2 separate regions of the Oryctolagus cuniculus genome follow, and region 2 is linked to region 1. A link is a contact called in public Hi-C data. All regions are on one chromosome and are shown on one strand. The core of a region is the stretch at or near the end of the contact, and the rest is flanking DNA. Distances in the headings are between cores, read along the strand shown.

Region 1 (7,080 bases), core at 1,377-3,876:
AATGCCAGGAGCCAAAGTGGGACAAAGACTCCTAGTCACTGACCACACCCCAGAAGCCCCCTGTGCAAGATACCACATTAGGCAAGGCACAACTCACAAAGTAGGAAGAAAACACACCGAACTTCACATTCAAGATGCATTCCCTCTCCATCAGCTAGAGCTACTAGTATTTGCATGCTCAGAAGGGCTCAGTCAGTGGCTGATTAAAAAATCAAAATGGAAAAAAATGAATGAGTGGGTCAAGACCTTGAATGTAATGGATGTAATGATAATGATCACTTTCTTAACTCAAGCAACAGGGGGTTGACTGGACTGAGAGATTTAGTCAAGATCAATGTATAGGGTCCATGTGTTGGGCGGGGGTCAGTAGATGGGGAGGAAGGGGACCTGCCCTGGCCACGGTCATCCTAGAATCCTGCCTTCCTAGCTAGCCTCCAGCCATCCTGTCAAGCTTAGCTTGAGCTGTGTGTCCGCAAGCCTGCGCTTCCCTGGCCTGGTCCCACCTGTTTGCTAGCAACAGAAGCCCTTCTTGGGTTCTGTGCAGTGTCATGGTTGCACAGCTTCAATTTTGAGACCATTCAGGGAGCGTACCGAATGCCATTTGGAAAAATGGAGGTGTGCACTTAGATTTAGCTGGAAGCATGGTGTTCGCAGAAGGCAGAGGAGTGGAAGAGGGCACGGTGGGAGATGTGGAATGGGAACACAGACAAGCAGTGTGGGCAGACGGTTAAGGCAGGAGGCCATGACCCCACTCTTCCCCCCAGGAATCATGCAGTCCTCCTCTTTCAAGGCTCTCTTTAGCGCCACAACCCCTTTCTCAAGCAAGTCTTAAGTATACTAAGTAAATGAAAATGGTTGCTCCATCTGTAGGTAGGGGAAGGCTTTTCCCCCTGCCTCCCCTGTCCTCAGGAGGGCCCTGCAGAGTAAAATTCAAACTCCTGAAGTAACCCAGGCCTTCCTTATAGATGAAGAAACTGAGATGCAAAAAATGGAAGCAGATTCACCCCAGCTCCCCAGTCTGGCCGGTGGTCAGCTGCAGCACGCCCCGCCCCCAAGTCCAAAGCTGGCAGCCACTGCCTGCTCCCTTTTCCACCCTGCCCAGCCCAGAGGCCAGTCCCACTGGCTGTCTGCACCCACTGCTGGGTTAGCTTCTGCAGCTGAAACGAAGCCAGATCCAGAAATCTGAGTAAGCAAACAATGCACCATCCTCCAGGCCTCTTAAAATTAAAGCATGAGTGCCCTCTAGTGGCTCCTGGAGAAGTCGCTTTGCCTCTCACAGTTTTCCCAAGGCCCAGGAGAGTGAAGGACACTGCGGAGAGGGGCAGGCCGGGAGGAATGTGGTAGAGCCATCCTGGCCACCCTGCACCCCCAGCAGCTGCCCCAGGAAATAAACTCCTGGAAGAGCTTTAATCTTTAATCAAATGCATATCTAAATTTTCCATGTTCGTCCATATCACCTACACATTTGGCTCAGTATACTTGTTTTTTTTTTTTTTTTCCTCAAAATCTTCAGTAAGCACTCCAGAAAGTCACTGTATAACAGTCCATAGGCCCAGGAACTCCAAAAAGCATGGGGTAAAAATGAAATCCCCTTTCTGAAACTCATACTTGAAGCCATTTCTAATGCCACTGAAATGTAAACTAAGTTTTGTGCTGAAGGATGGAATAAAATATGAATAGAGTATACTTGATCTAGCAGGTGAGATGCCCTCATCCCAAATGACAATGCCTGGGTTCAATTCCCAGCCTCAGCTCCTGACCCAGCACCTGCTAATGCAGACCCTGGAAGGCAGCAGTTGTGGCATAGGTCATTAGGTTCCGGCAACTCTTGTGGGAGACCTGGATTGAATTCCTGGCTCCCGGCTTTGGCCCCAGCCAAGTCCTAAACATCACAGGCACTGAGGAGCTCTCTCTGTCTTTCTCTACCTCTCCAATAAATAATAATCCAGTATAACCCACCACAAAGTGATATGATTTTTTTTTTTTTTTTTGACAGGCAGAGTGGACAGTGAGAGAGAGAGACAGAGAGAAAGGTCTTCCTTTTGCCGTTGGTTCACCTTCCAATGGCTGCCACGGCTGGCACACCGCGCTGATCCGATGGCAGGAGTCAGGTACTTATCCTGGTCTCCCATGGGGTGCAGGGCCCAAGGACTTGGGCCATCCTCCACTGCACTGCCTGGCCACAGCAGAGAGCTGGCCTGGAAGAGGGGCAACCGGGACAGAATCCGAAAGTGAAATGATATTATGAGCAATGGAAATTGCCAAGTGATAGCCTCACAATGGATCCATGTGGCCTCAGCCCAATTTGAAAGCTTAGGAGAACCCAGACAATAGAGTAGACAGTTGGCATTTCACTCTCGACTGGGACTTACTTGCTCTTTCCTATTTATGCCAAATCAGAGCCAGTTGTGCTGGTCTGTGTGATGCTTCTGACCTTAATAATAAAACTAAGTCTGTTTCTGAATAAGGCTCTGAATCTAATTAAGTGAAAGACAAGCTTAGCTTTCCTAGCACTTCTACAAAGACAAAACCAGAATTTTTGCAGAAGTTAAAGACCAGGCTCCAGTAGAACATGGGAGGGGGAAGCAACAGACCTCGGCTGGCAGGCCCAGGGCGGAAGCAGAGCCCACGTTACAGTGCGCTTTTTATAGATGTTGAGTCAGGGACAGGGTGAGCACTCCAGGCTAAGACATCTAGGGAGGGGGGACAGCTCAGTTCCTGTTAGACAAGGCTTGCTTAACATGCAGATAATAGGAGCAGCCAGTGGTTTTCCTAATCAATTAAGTTAGATGCAATGAGGGAAGCCGTAGGGGTGTTGTGTATGTTGGCAAGGGTAGGGAAGGTATTGTGCCAAGTCCCTTTTTAATATTGATAAAACACAGCCATGTGGAGGGTGAAATATTCTCAAAGATTAATCAACAAGAGAAAAGGCAAAGCCCAACTGGAACCGTGCTAAAAACAGACCAACTACACTTAGACCCCTGCCCTGCAAGTGATGTCAACTCAAACCCTACAGGTTAGAGTATTGTTCTGCAAACCCCAAGGAACTCTGGGTGCTGATTTTTAAAGGTGCCTGAGTCATCAGTGAGTACTGCAATTTGAAGACTGATTAGAACTCTTTCATCCTACACTGAAGTTCCTGTTATTATCCTGCCAATCCTCCAAAGTATGGATGCAGCTGTTGCCAATGGTTTGAATTATTTCCTGGCCAGTTAGCAAATAGTCTTGCTCTACCCCCTGGATGCTGTCTCACTGCCTCCCGGGTCCCTCCCTGGAAACCCCAAACTCTGTAAACTCAATAATGCCCAACATAATGCCTGACACAACTCCTTGTATTGGGCTCTGTCTTTTCTGACCAGCTGTTGTTCCTCGCAGGACTAATTATTGAAGACTTTTGAGTACCAAGTACAAAACCTGCCGTCAAAGCATTTTGTCTAGACAGTGGCCTGAAGATCTGAATGAACTTTGCCTTTATTCAGTATTAAATGATTTATTTGTTTGTTTTTATTTGAAAAGCAGGAAGGAACAAAGATTTTCCATCCACTGATTCACTCCCCAAATGTCCACAGTAGCCTGAGCTGGGTCAGGGCAATGCCAGGAGCCAGGAACTCAATCCAGGTTTCCCATATGGGTGGCAGGGATCCAAGGACTTGAGCCATCACCTGCTACCTCCCAGGGTGTGCATCATCCAGAAGCTGGATCAGTAGCTAAGAAGCCAGGACTCAAGCCCAGACACTCTGATATGGAATGTGGGCATCTTAAACACTGCGCCAAATGTCCACCCAGATCTTTGTCATTATCTCAATGCTATCAGATTTATCCCCTTTAACCACAAAGCAACTTCTCACAGCTTCACCACCATCAGACAAGAAGGGATCTTAGAAAGTTCTGGTAGGTTCTACCACCAGAGCGTTGTTACTGTCATTCATTCTTGCTAGCCTCCATTTGTCCAAAGAAGAATGTGGACTAGCTCAGAAATTCCCAAATCCTGCGATACACACAGGAAAACACACCACCTAGGGAGCCTTTTAAAAAGTCCTCTGCCCGGGGATGCTGGTCTGGTTGATCTGGGAGTTTTGAGCTCCCTGTGATTCTCTCTGCAGCCAGCAAGACAAAGTCCTACACAGGCTGAACACCAAGGCCCCGGTGCCATGGTTATGGTTCAACTGTTTCTCCACCCCCACCCCCAGCACCACCACCACCACTCAAAGACTACTTTCTTGCCAGGTCTAACGATTGGGGCTGGCTGCAGCCTGGCGCAGGTGAAGGACATCTTGGTTGAGAGGATATCTGAGCTCCCGGAGGAGAAAACCCAGACCTACCGAGCCCTCGTAAGGCACCTGCAGTCTCTGGCGGGCCAGCAGATCCGGAATCTGGCGGTAGGCCCCTGCTTTCAACCACCGCACACACCCAGTGCCTCCTGATCTCGCTGAAATGGTGAACTAGCCATGGGTAGAATCTGGACAATTGATGCAAAAGGCACAGTAAATAAATACTTGAAACTAGTGAACACCTTCATAAAGTATTTAAAAGAGAACCCAAAATCGAGTTCCTTAGAGCAGTTTCATAGAGAAGAACGTCATGGTTGTGCGGATCTTGGGGGAAAAGTGTGTCCAGCTTGATTCTCAGACTGCACTGGCAAAAGTATAGAATCTACAACGGGGAAGGTAGCCTGCTCTTCTCTGGATGGTTCAAACCACTGGAGGAAAGGATAAGGAGAAAAGAAAAAGAGACATTGCTTGGTTTCCAAAACATGTATGTTCCCTCTCCTGTGTACCCCAAATGGTATTTTAGAAATTCCTGGGACACGAGGAATCTGGGAGGACAGGTCTCCTTTGAAAAAGCTGTCAAGTCCAACGTGTTCTGTGCCCCGTCTGGGGCTAGGCCTGGACACGCCGGAGCCTGGCCAGGAGGTGGTGGCTGGAGGGTGAGGGTTGGAGACCACATCTGAAAGAGGAACGGCTGCATGACGACAGCCAAAGGGAACACAAGAGCTGCCACCGAATATCTATACACTCAGGAGGGACAGGTGCCACCACACGGGATCACACAGGATAGTCCCAGGGTGACCCATGGGTGAGCCTGCGAGGGGAAGCAATTTCAGCTCAGGGAAAACAAGGGAACTTCAAAACTGAGCTGCTGATAGAAGAAGGATTCCCTGTTCCTGGCTGTGTTCCAGCCCAGACCACAGCAGCACATGGGCAGTCACTGGACATTCCGTCACTCGTGGGTAGCAGGGTACTGAGATGAGGGGCTGGCTGTCTCCTTCCCAGTTCTGGGATGCTACAGGCTCAATCGGATCCAGGAGAAGTAGGCCAGGAAGTCGAGGGGCAATCTTCCACCAATGGTGTGGATGCCCCTGAACCCTGGCCCTTGCAGAGCCCGCGGGAGATGAGGCTGAGATTCTGTGGGCCCACGGCAGCATGGCCATCTCTGGGGCCATCTGCACTGTGGCCACGTCCGAGCTGGGTAGCGGGGAGAGCAGAACTGGCTGCGGAGCCTCGCTGCTTGGGCTCGTACCCAGGCCTGTTACCGCTTAGCTGGGAGACCACAGTCAAGTATCATCATTTCTCTCCACCTGAGTGTCCGCACCTATAAAAATCTGGAGGAGAAATGGAAATAAAAGATAAGGCCAGGGGCTGGCGCTGTGGCGCAGTGGGTTAATGCCCTGGCCTGAAGCGCCAGCATCCCATATGGGTGCTGGTTCTAGTCCCAGCAGCTCCTCTTCCCATCCAGCTCTCTACTATGGCCTGGGCAAGCAGTAGAAGATGGCCAGTGCTTGGGCCCCTGCACCCAAGTGGGCGACCCGGAGGAAGCTCCTGGCTCCTGGCTTCAGATTGGCGTAGCTCCAGCCATTGCAGCCATCTGGGGAGTGAACCAGAGGATGGAAGACCTCTCTCTCTGCCTTTCCTCTCTCTGTGTAACTCTGACTTTCAAATAAACAAATAAAAATCTTAAAAAAAAAAAAAAAAAAGATAAGCCCATTTTGGTGAGGGGGAAAAATGAAATCCACGCATAGTTTTTTCATAATACACATTTCCCATGAACTTTTTTTTTTTAACAGGTAGAGTGGACAGTGAGAGAGAGAGACAGAGAGAAAGGTCTTCCTTTGCTGTTGGTTCACCCTCCAATGGCCGCCGTGGCCAGCGCGCTGCGGCCAGCTCACCGCGCTGATCCGAAGGCAGGAGCCAGGTACTTATCCTGGTCTCCCATGGGGTGCAGGGCCCAAGCACTTGGGCCATCCTCCACCCATGAACTTTTTAAAGATACTTCATATGCATAAATTTAAAAATTTTTATACCAAATAAACATCTCTTTTTTTAAACTTATTTATCTGAAAGAGAGAGAAAGGGAGAGGTCTTCCATCTGCTGGTTCATTTCCCAAATACCCCAAGAGCTGGGGCTGAGCCAGGCTGAATCCAGGAGTCAAGAACTCCGTCCAGGTCTCCCACTGGGTGGCAGGGAACCAACTGCACTTGAGCCACCACCACTGCCTCCCAGGATCTACATTAGCAGGAAGCTAGAGTCAGGAGCCAGAGTCAGTAATTGAACCCAGAAGCTCCAACGAGGGACTTTAACTACCTGGTTAAATGCCCACCCCTCGCTGAGTGGTGTGTGTGTGTGTGTGTGTGTGAGTGTGTGTTTGCGAGGCAGAGTTACAGACAGAGAGGAGAGAGAGAGACAGAGAAAGGTCCTCCCTCCATTGGTTCACTCCCCAAATGCCCAAATGGCCGAAATGGCCGGAGCTGTGTCAATCTGAAGCCAGGAGCCAGGTGCTTCCTCCCAGTCTCCCATGAGGGTGCAGGGACCCAAGTACTTGGGCCATCTACTGCTATCCCAGGCCACAGCAGAGCCAGACCGGAAGAGGAACAACTGGGACTAGAACCGGTGCCCATATGGGATGCCAGCGCAGCAAGTGGAGGATTAACCCAGTGTGCCATGACGCCAGCCCCTTGCTGAGTGTTTTTATAATGAATTTGTATTGAATTTCATCAAGTGCTTTTTTTTGTATTTATGGAGAAAATAATTTTCTCCCTCTTTGTTCTGTTCAGTGACTTCTATTGATTTTCTAATGTAAAA
Region 2 (6,748 bases), core at 209-2,708, 170 kb before region 1:
TACTTGCTGGAAATGTGTCCTCTTAGCCCACAACAGATCTCTAGTTGTTCCCATTGCCCCTAAGAACACTGGAAATACGATTGGGAAAGTTCCAAATTCCAAGGTTGGTATTGCCTCTCAGGTGGATTTTAACATTTTACATTTAAAATTCATTTTCCTTACCTCCTGTACAATGTTCCAGCTACCCTGGTCCTTTGTTGCCCTTAATTTTCTCTTTCCTTGTGTGCAACCAGTTCACTCTCATTTGAGTGTGGCCAGTGGCCTTTTTTTCTGAGCTTTTCTGCACTTTTTGGGTTTCAAGGTAAAAGTGCAGTGATTCCTTTTGTGCATCCTGGATATGATGCTAAAGAGGGCAATAGCACAATTACCCAGAGAAGCCACAGGGAAAGATTTTATGTGCACTGTATTGGGCAGGCGGGGCAGCCCACTGGATACCCTCTGCTCCTTTACCTAAGAACAGAAACTGAAGATCTGTCCACAAATGAATACAGTGGAATCACCTCTCACTTGGGAACAGGTTCTTTATGAAAACAAAGAATGACCAAAATAAACCTTAATATACTACACCACTGGGCGGGGGGAAAGCCATTGTAATTCATAAACTGTACTTTGGAAATTTATATTTACTAAATAAAAGTTTTAAAAAAATATACTACACTGCTATACCAAGACAAACCAAGACAAAAAGGACTAAAGATTGAAAGGTCAAAAGTGAAATCCAAAAAGTACAAGAATAAAGCATGGGAAAACTCCTTAATAATAATTTTAACAGTGAACCAAACTCTAAAGTTTATAAGAGAAAATATTAATTTGGCTACATATAACAAAGAAAATTATAATAGTCAAAAGAAGCATTAATTGGGAAAATATTTGCAAACCATACTGTGATCAATAAGCCAAGTTCCTAAGTATATAAAGATTTCCTAGAAATTAGGAAGAAAAATCCAATAGAAAAGTGAGCAAAGAATACAAGGAGACAGAGCACAGAAAGAAAATACAAACAGCCCTTATATAGGAAAAGAGGTTTGATTTATGAATAACAAGAGAAATTTAAATTACAAGCTACAATGAAATGCCACAGTTAACTTATCAGATTGGCAAAAATAGAAAAGTTTGACAATTCATACACTTGGCAAACTGTGGGAAAACCGGTGCTCTCTTATCTTGCCAGTAGAAGCATAAACTGGGAACAGCATATATGAAGGGAAATTTAGAAATAACCATTGAAATTCCAAACGTGTATACCCTTTAACGAGCAATCCCACTCTGGGAATTTAGCATGCAGCTTAGCAGACCCACCTGCCAGATAATGTGTTTTACAAGTTCTTCTTTGCAGTGTAATTTATAGTCATAAAATACTGGAAACAACTCAAGGGTCCTTCGATGTATGCAGTGGAATCCTACGCAGCTGTATAAATTTTTTAAAGAATGAGGATGTTCTCTCTGCACAGAAATAGAAAATTCTCCAAGTTACACTGTCAAGTGAAAGGCAAAATGCAGAGAAATATGCAAAGTGGGGCGTGTAGTACTACAGATTCCCACTTGCTTGTATCTGCAGAGAACCTCTATAACAGCACATGAAGAGTAGCAGTGGAGTGTACCTTTGGAGGGAGTGGGTGGAAACCAGACACAGGGACAGGCATGGACAGGGCAAAACTCACCAAATACATTCTGCTTCTGTTTCATTTTTTTAAAAAGATTGATTTATGTATTTAATTGAAAGACGGAGTGACAGAGGAGAGACAGAGAAAAAAGAGATCTTCCATCTGTTGTTTCATTCCCCAAATGGCTGCAAGAGCCAGGGCTGGGCCAGGCTAAAGCCAGGGGCCAGGGACTCCATCCTGGGTGGGAGAGAGAGGAGTTGCAACTTCGGTAAATGTTGAGGTTCACAGTTTAGCTAAATAGTCCTATGATGAAGCTCCATTGTCTGTTGAACGCATTTCCTGACCTTTGCCAGCCCCAGAGATACTGTCTGAAAAGAGAAGCTGTGCTCACTGGGCACCAGACATCATGTTTGAAATCTGTGCTGCCCTAGGGGATTCTGGGATTGATAGTAAATACCAAATACGGTTTTCAGTGTGAGGGTTATGGAGGTGATCAATGTCAAAAATATTGAACTGGGCAGGGGCTGGTGCTGTGGCGTAGCGGGTAAAGCTGCCATCTGCAGTGCCAGCATCCCATATGGGCACTGCTTCCGGCCATTGCGGCCATCTGGGGAGTGAACCAGCAGATGGAAAACCAATCTCTCTCTCTCTCTCTGCCTCTCCTCTCTCTGTGTAACTCTGACTTTCAAGTAGATAAATAAATTTAAAAAAAATTTTAAAATATTGAATTGGGCAACATGGGTAATATTTTGTATTTGTTACTTCCCACAGGATGCAATAAAACACAAATCATTCATTGGTCCTGAAAAGAAACTAGAACAAGGAGATGTTGAGAAGGCATTTCAAGCTGTTGATCAAATCATTGAAGGTAAATTCATGAATCCCTTTTTATCATGGGGCTTTTTAATACATGAATGCTGCTTGGATCAAGACGACACCTCTGTAGAACTTGGGTGAAGCTGATGCATCTTAATTCTCATGGAAATTAGTAAAGAGATGAACAGTCCAGAACATCAAATTCAGAGAGGAGGGGAAAGTTTGTGAAGGGCCTTGATTTTCCCCAAATTATACTGATTCCGTAGAGCAGCTCTTTAGTGCACCTGGCAGTGCAGTTTGGATAGAAAATAGAAAAGTGGCAAAGAATGCAAGCACACAGAACCCACGAAGAAAACATAAACAGCCCTTACATAGGAAGAGATGTTTGACGTGAGGTCCAAGGGGCCCACAGACATACACAGGGCACTGTCCAAAGGCAGTTAGAAAGGAATTCTGCGCGGGAGGGCAGTGGAGGATGGCCCAAGTACTTGGGCCCCTGCACCCTCATGGGAGACCAGGGAGAAGCACCTGGCTCCTGGCTTCAGATCGGTGCAACGCTGGCCAGAGGTGCCATTTGGGGGGTGAACCAACGGAAGGAAGACCTTTCTCTCTGTCTCTCTCTCTTACTGTCTATAGCTCTATCTGTCAAATAAATAAATAAATAAATAAGGAATTCTGCGGTTGAAGATGTGGGGTCCCATGAGAGAAACTATCAGTCAACAAAGTCACCGAAGGCGAGAATGACATCTAAAAAAATCCATTTAACAAACACGGCGGCTTCAACAAGTTCATGGGAAATGGAATTAAAAGATAATCTTAAGTTGGTGCAGAAACATTTTGAAATCCATAAATACAAGAAGTCTTCAAAAAGCTCATAAAATGCATACTATGAGAAAACTGTATTTTTTAAAAAAATTTGCACCAAAGTAAACATCTTTTAATTTCATTTTTCTGCAGTCTTCTTAAAAGTATCTATTTTAGGTATTTGAAAGGGGCCATGACAAAATCTTCAGCAACATGTTCACTTGGAGTTAGTATTAAATTCCCAGACTTCTATCTTCTAGAGAACTATAACTGGACAAACCTAATGATCTCAAGGTTTACATCCTGAACATAAATTCAAGGGCTACCCAAAGACATTTCTGGAAACCAAGTCAATTTGCAATTATATTCATAGGTTGATCATTAAGTGCTTTGCCACACCTCTCAACACCACCATCTGCTTCCTGTGTGCAAGCAAACTTTATTTTTATTAGTCATGGGTTTCTGAAATTTTTACTTCCTACATGACTGAAATTTTGGGGAGAAAGTATATATTTTCATTCTCCCCTCCTTTCCCACACCCTTGCTCTCACATACACCCATTAGTCTGCACCATTGAGGTCCCTGTGGATTTCAATGAAATCTCAGCTCAATGGGTGCTGAGTGGGAGATTTGTGGTTAATCTTTTTAGCAAATAGATTAAAAAAACAAATGGCTGATTGGGTGTCACTGTTGCAATGCAAGTTTCTGTGTGTTGCATAAAATCAGCCCTGCCCCAGGCAGTGTCATTACAGAAATGGATTCGCCCTCCGGGAAGACGAGCTCAGTCTTTACTCTCACTTGATGGCTGTTGTTGCTCAAGTCAATAATGGTTTCCAGCTCTTGAGAACACACCGAAGTGGACAGGTAGGGAAAGAGAGCCTAAAGCCTGGGAGCTTTTTAAATTGCATTTCGTTGTCAGTTATCTTGTATATAATAACAGCTGTCCGTGGGAATTTGGCAGCCTATAAAAATGATCCTTTGAAATCAAGGCAGGAACTCGATGTTATTCCCATGAGCTGGAAGAAAATAATATGACAATGTAGTAAAATGTGCTGCATGCTTTTTCAAATATTCCAATGGAGTGTCTCTGAAAACAAGAGCCTCACCTGCTGCTGTGTTTAAAGGGGAAGTACACTTTGGAGGACAGGAGCATTTCTACCTGGAGACGCAAAGTGTGCGCGTGGTGCCAAAGGCGGAGGATGCAGAGATAGACATCTATGTGTCAAGCCAGGATGCAGCCTTTACACAGGTGGGCCCTCTTCCCATCAGGACTTTCTGTGTCACAGTCATGGTGCTTGCAAATGGAGTGCTGTCATTTTCCTGACGTTTAGTGGTGGAACCCAGACAGTGAGGTCATCTTTAGCCAATGGTTGAACATCAGCATAGAGGAAAGGCTCAGCCCTGATTTTCATGTTTCCTCCAGTCTTCTACAAGAATCCACTCCCTACCTCTCATGATGATTGCCTCCTACTTCATTTGTTCAAAAACCGAGCCCGTCGGTGTGAATGGCCCCATCACCATCTTCCCTCCCTACTCCTGCCTCATTCAGTCTCTCCCTCCCGTGCTGATCAACACTTACACCTGCACCTGCCCCCGAGGCCCACCTTGCCACCCCTCATTGTTCCTGCTCAGTCCTACGCCCTTGACGTTGTCTCGTCACTGCCCCACTCTGAGCCGGCTGTGAACTCAGCCTTCTTCAAGACCCTTCCTTCACTGTGTTTCTCTTGCACCTGTTGCTTCTGTCTCCTTCCCTTCTGAGACTGGTTTTTCCCCCCACTTTTTTTTTAAAGATTTATTTATTTTATCTGAAAGGCAGAGAGAGAGAAAGAGAGAGAGAGAGAGAGAGAGAGAGAGAGAGAGAGGTCTTCCATCCACTGGTTCACTCCCCAAATGGCCACAATGGCTGGAGCTGTGCTGATCTGAAGCCAGGAGCCAGCAGCTTTCTCTGGGTCTCCCACACGGGTGTAGAGGCCCAAGGACTTGAGCCATCCTCTTCTGCTTTCCCAGGCTACTAGTAGGGAGCTGGATTGGGAGTGAAACAGCCAGAACTCAAACCAGCACCCACATGGGATGCCTGCACTGTAGGCCGTGGCTTAACCCGCCACACCACAGCACAGCCCCATTATAACCATTGCCTACACTCTACTTCCTTACTTCCCATTTATGCTTTAATTCAGTTCTTCAATCAAGAAGCCTACTAGATCTCAAATCCAAGAGATTTTTTTCTGTCTTTTCTGGAAGCTCCTGCTGCCTTCCACCCTGCAGACCATGTGGTCCTTGAAATTCACACTCCCTTGGTTTGTCTGATGCTACACTCATATTTCTGCTTGTCCTTTTTGCTCCTTCTGTAATTCCCCCGTGGGCTCCTCCATCTCTGCCTGGACTTATTGTTCTTTGGTGAACCTACACCACATTGAAAGTCGAATAAAAATATGTGTCTTTCTCCCAAGATTAAAATGTCCTGTATAAGCAACACTATCAGCTGGAAAAACTTCCCCCAAGTCTAAACAGGTTAGCACAGCCAAACCTGATTTCTTGGTTGGGCCAAGTCCCACCTGGGTATTCTCTTGGCAGCTCTCCTCCAAGGGAGACCCAGAGATCTGCCTCCTACCGTTGCCTCATCTTTCCCTGCCCTGTACGTGCTGAGAATTAGCCACTAAAATCGATAGCCCTGGTCTTTCCTCTGAAGATCCAACTCTTGCATATGAGATATTTCATTTGGCCATGGACACTTCAAAATCAATAAGCCAAAGCTCTAATAATCATCTTTTTTAAATTAGTTTTTTTATTTTGTTTTGACCTTCAAGGATGACCTTATCTATATATATACCTGTAAGTAGACAGAAAGCCAAATGACATTCCTCTTATTGTTGTTGTTGTTGTTTTAACTCATTTTCATTTTATTTGAAAGCCAGGGAGACAGAGACAGAGATCTTCCATCTGCTGGTTCACTCCCCAAATGCCTACAACAGTTGGGGCTGGGGCAAGCTGAAGCCAGGAGCCTGGAATTCCAGCCAGGTTTCCCACATGGGTAGCAGGGACCCAAGTACTTGTGCCGTCACCTGCTCCCTCCCAGGATGCGCATTAGCATGACGCTGCAATCAGGAATGGAGTCAGTATTCAGACTCAGGCACTCTGGAATGTGAACATCCTAAGCTGTATCTTATCTGTGTACCAAGTGCCCAGTCACCAAGAAGCACTCCTAATGGTTCACCCTTACTTCCTGCTACAGCCATGGCCTCCCATGAAGCACCCCTCGGCTCCACTTTCTCCTTCTCCATTCCAAGTGTGAGCAGGTTGTAGTATTCTGTGACAGGGCCATGGTCCACCCAGCGAGGCAGGAGGAAATATTCCCTGATTGACTTTGATATCTGACTTAACCATGGATCCTTGACTGAACAGATACATGTCACCTATGTCAACAATGGGAATTGCCTCAAGAATTTTATTTATTTATTTAGAAAGAGAGAGAGAGAGAGAGAGAGAGATTGGTCTTCCACCTGCTGGTTCACTCCCCAGATGGC

Evidence for each region. A called contact is a pair of places that touch in the nucleus more often than the background predicts.
Region 2: a Hi-C map of embryonic fibroblasts shows a contact between it and region 1, with 3 times the contacts expected there. The contact joins two enhancer-like sites. A contact is called at or near these places in 3 of 6 Hi-C or Micro-C datasets (embryonic fibroblasts, liver and skin fibroblasts).

Annotation. Positions count from the first base shown.
Region 1 is chr3:39,244,592-39,251,671 of mOryCun1.1, reverse strand. It overlaps AOX2 (aldehyde oxidase 2), which reads left to right. Exons shown (of 35, transcript NM_001297488.1): 11 at 4,228-4,379. Among named protein-coding and RNA genes, the nearest start is that of AOX2, 20 kb to the left of the region's middle. Within about 2 kb of position 2,626, at least 2 of the 8 cell types and tissues checked have an H3K27ac peak or open chromatin away from gene starts, as enhancers often do.
Region 2 is chr3:39,417,396-39,424,143 of mOryCun1.1, reverse strand. It overlaps AOX3 (aldehyde oxidase 3), which reads left to right. Exons shown (of 35, transcript NM_001308460.1): 20 at 2,376-2,472; 21 at 4,349-4,473. Among named protein-coding and RNA genes, the nearest start is that of AOX3, 49 kb to the left of the region's middle. Within about 2 kb of position 1,458, at least 1 of the 8 cell types and tissues checked has an H3K27ac peak or open chromatin away from gene starts, as enhancers often do.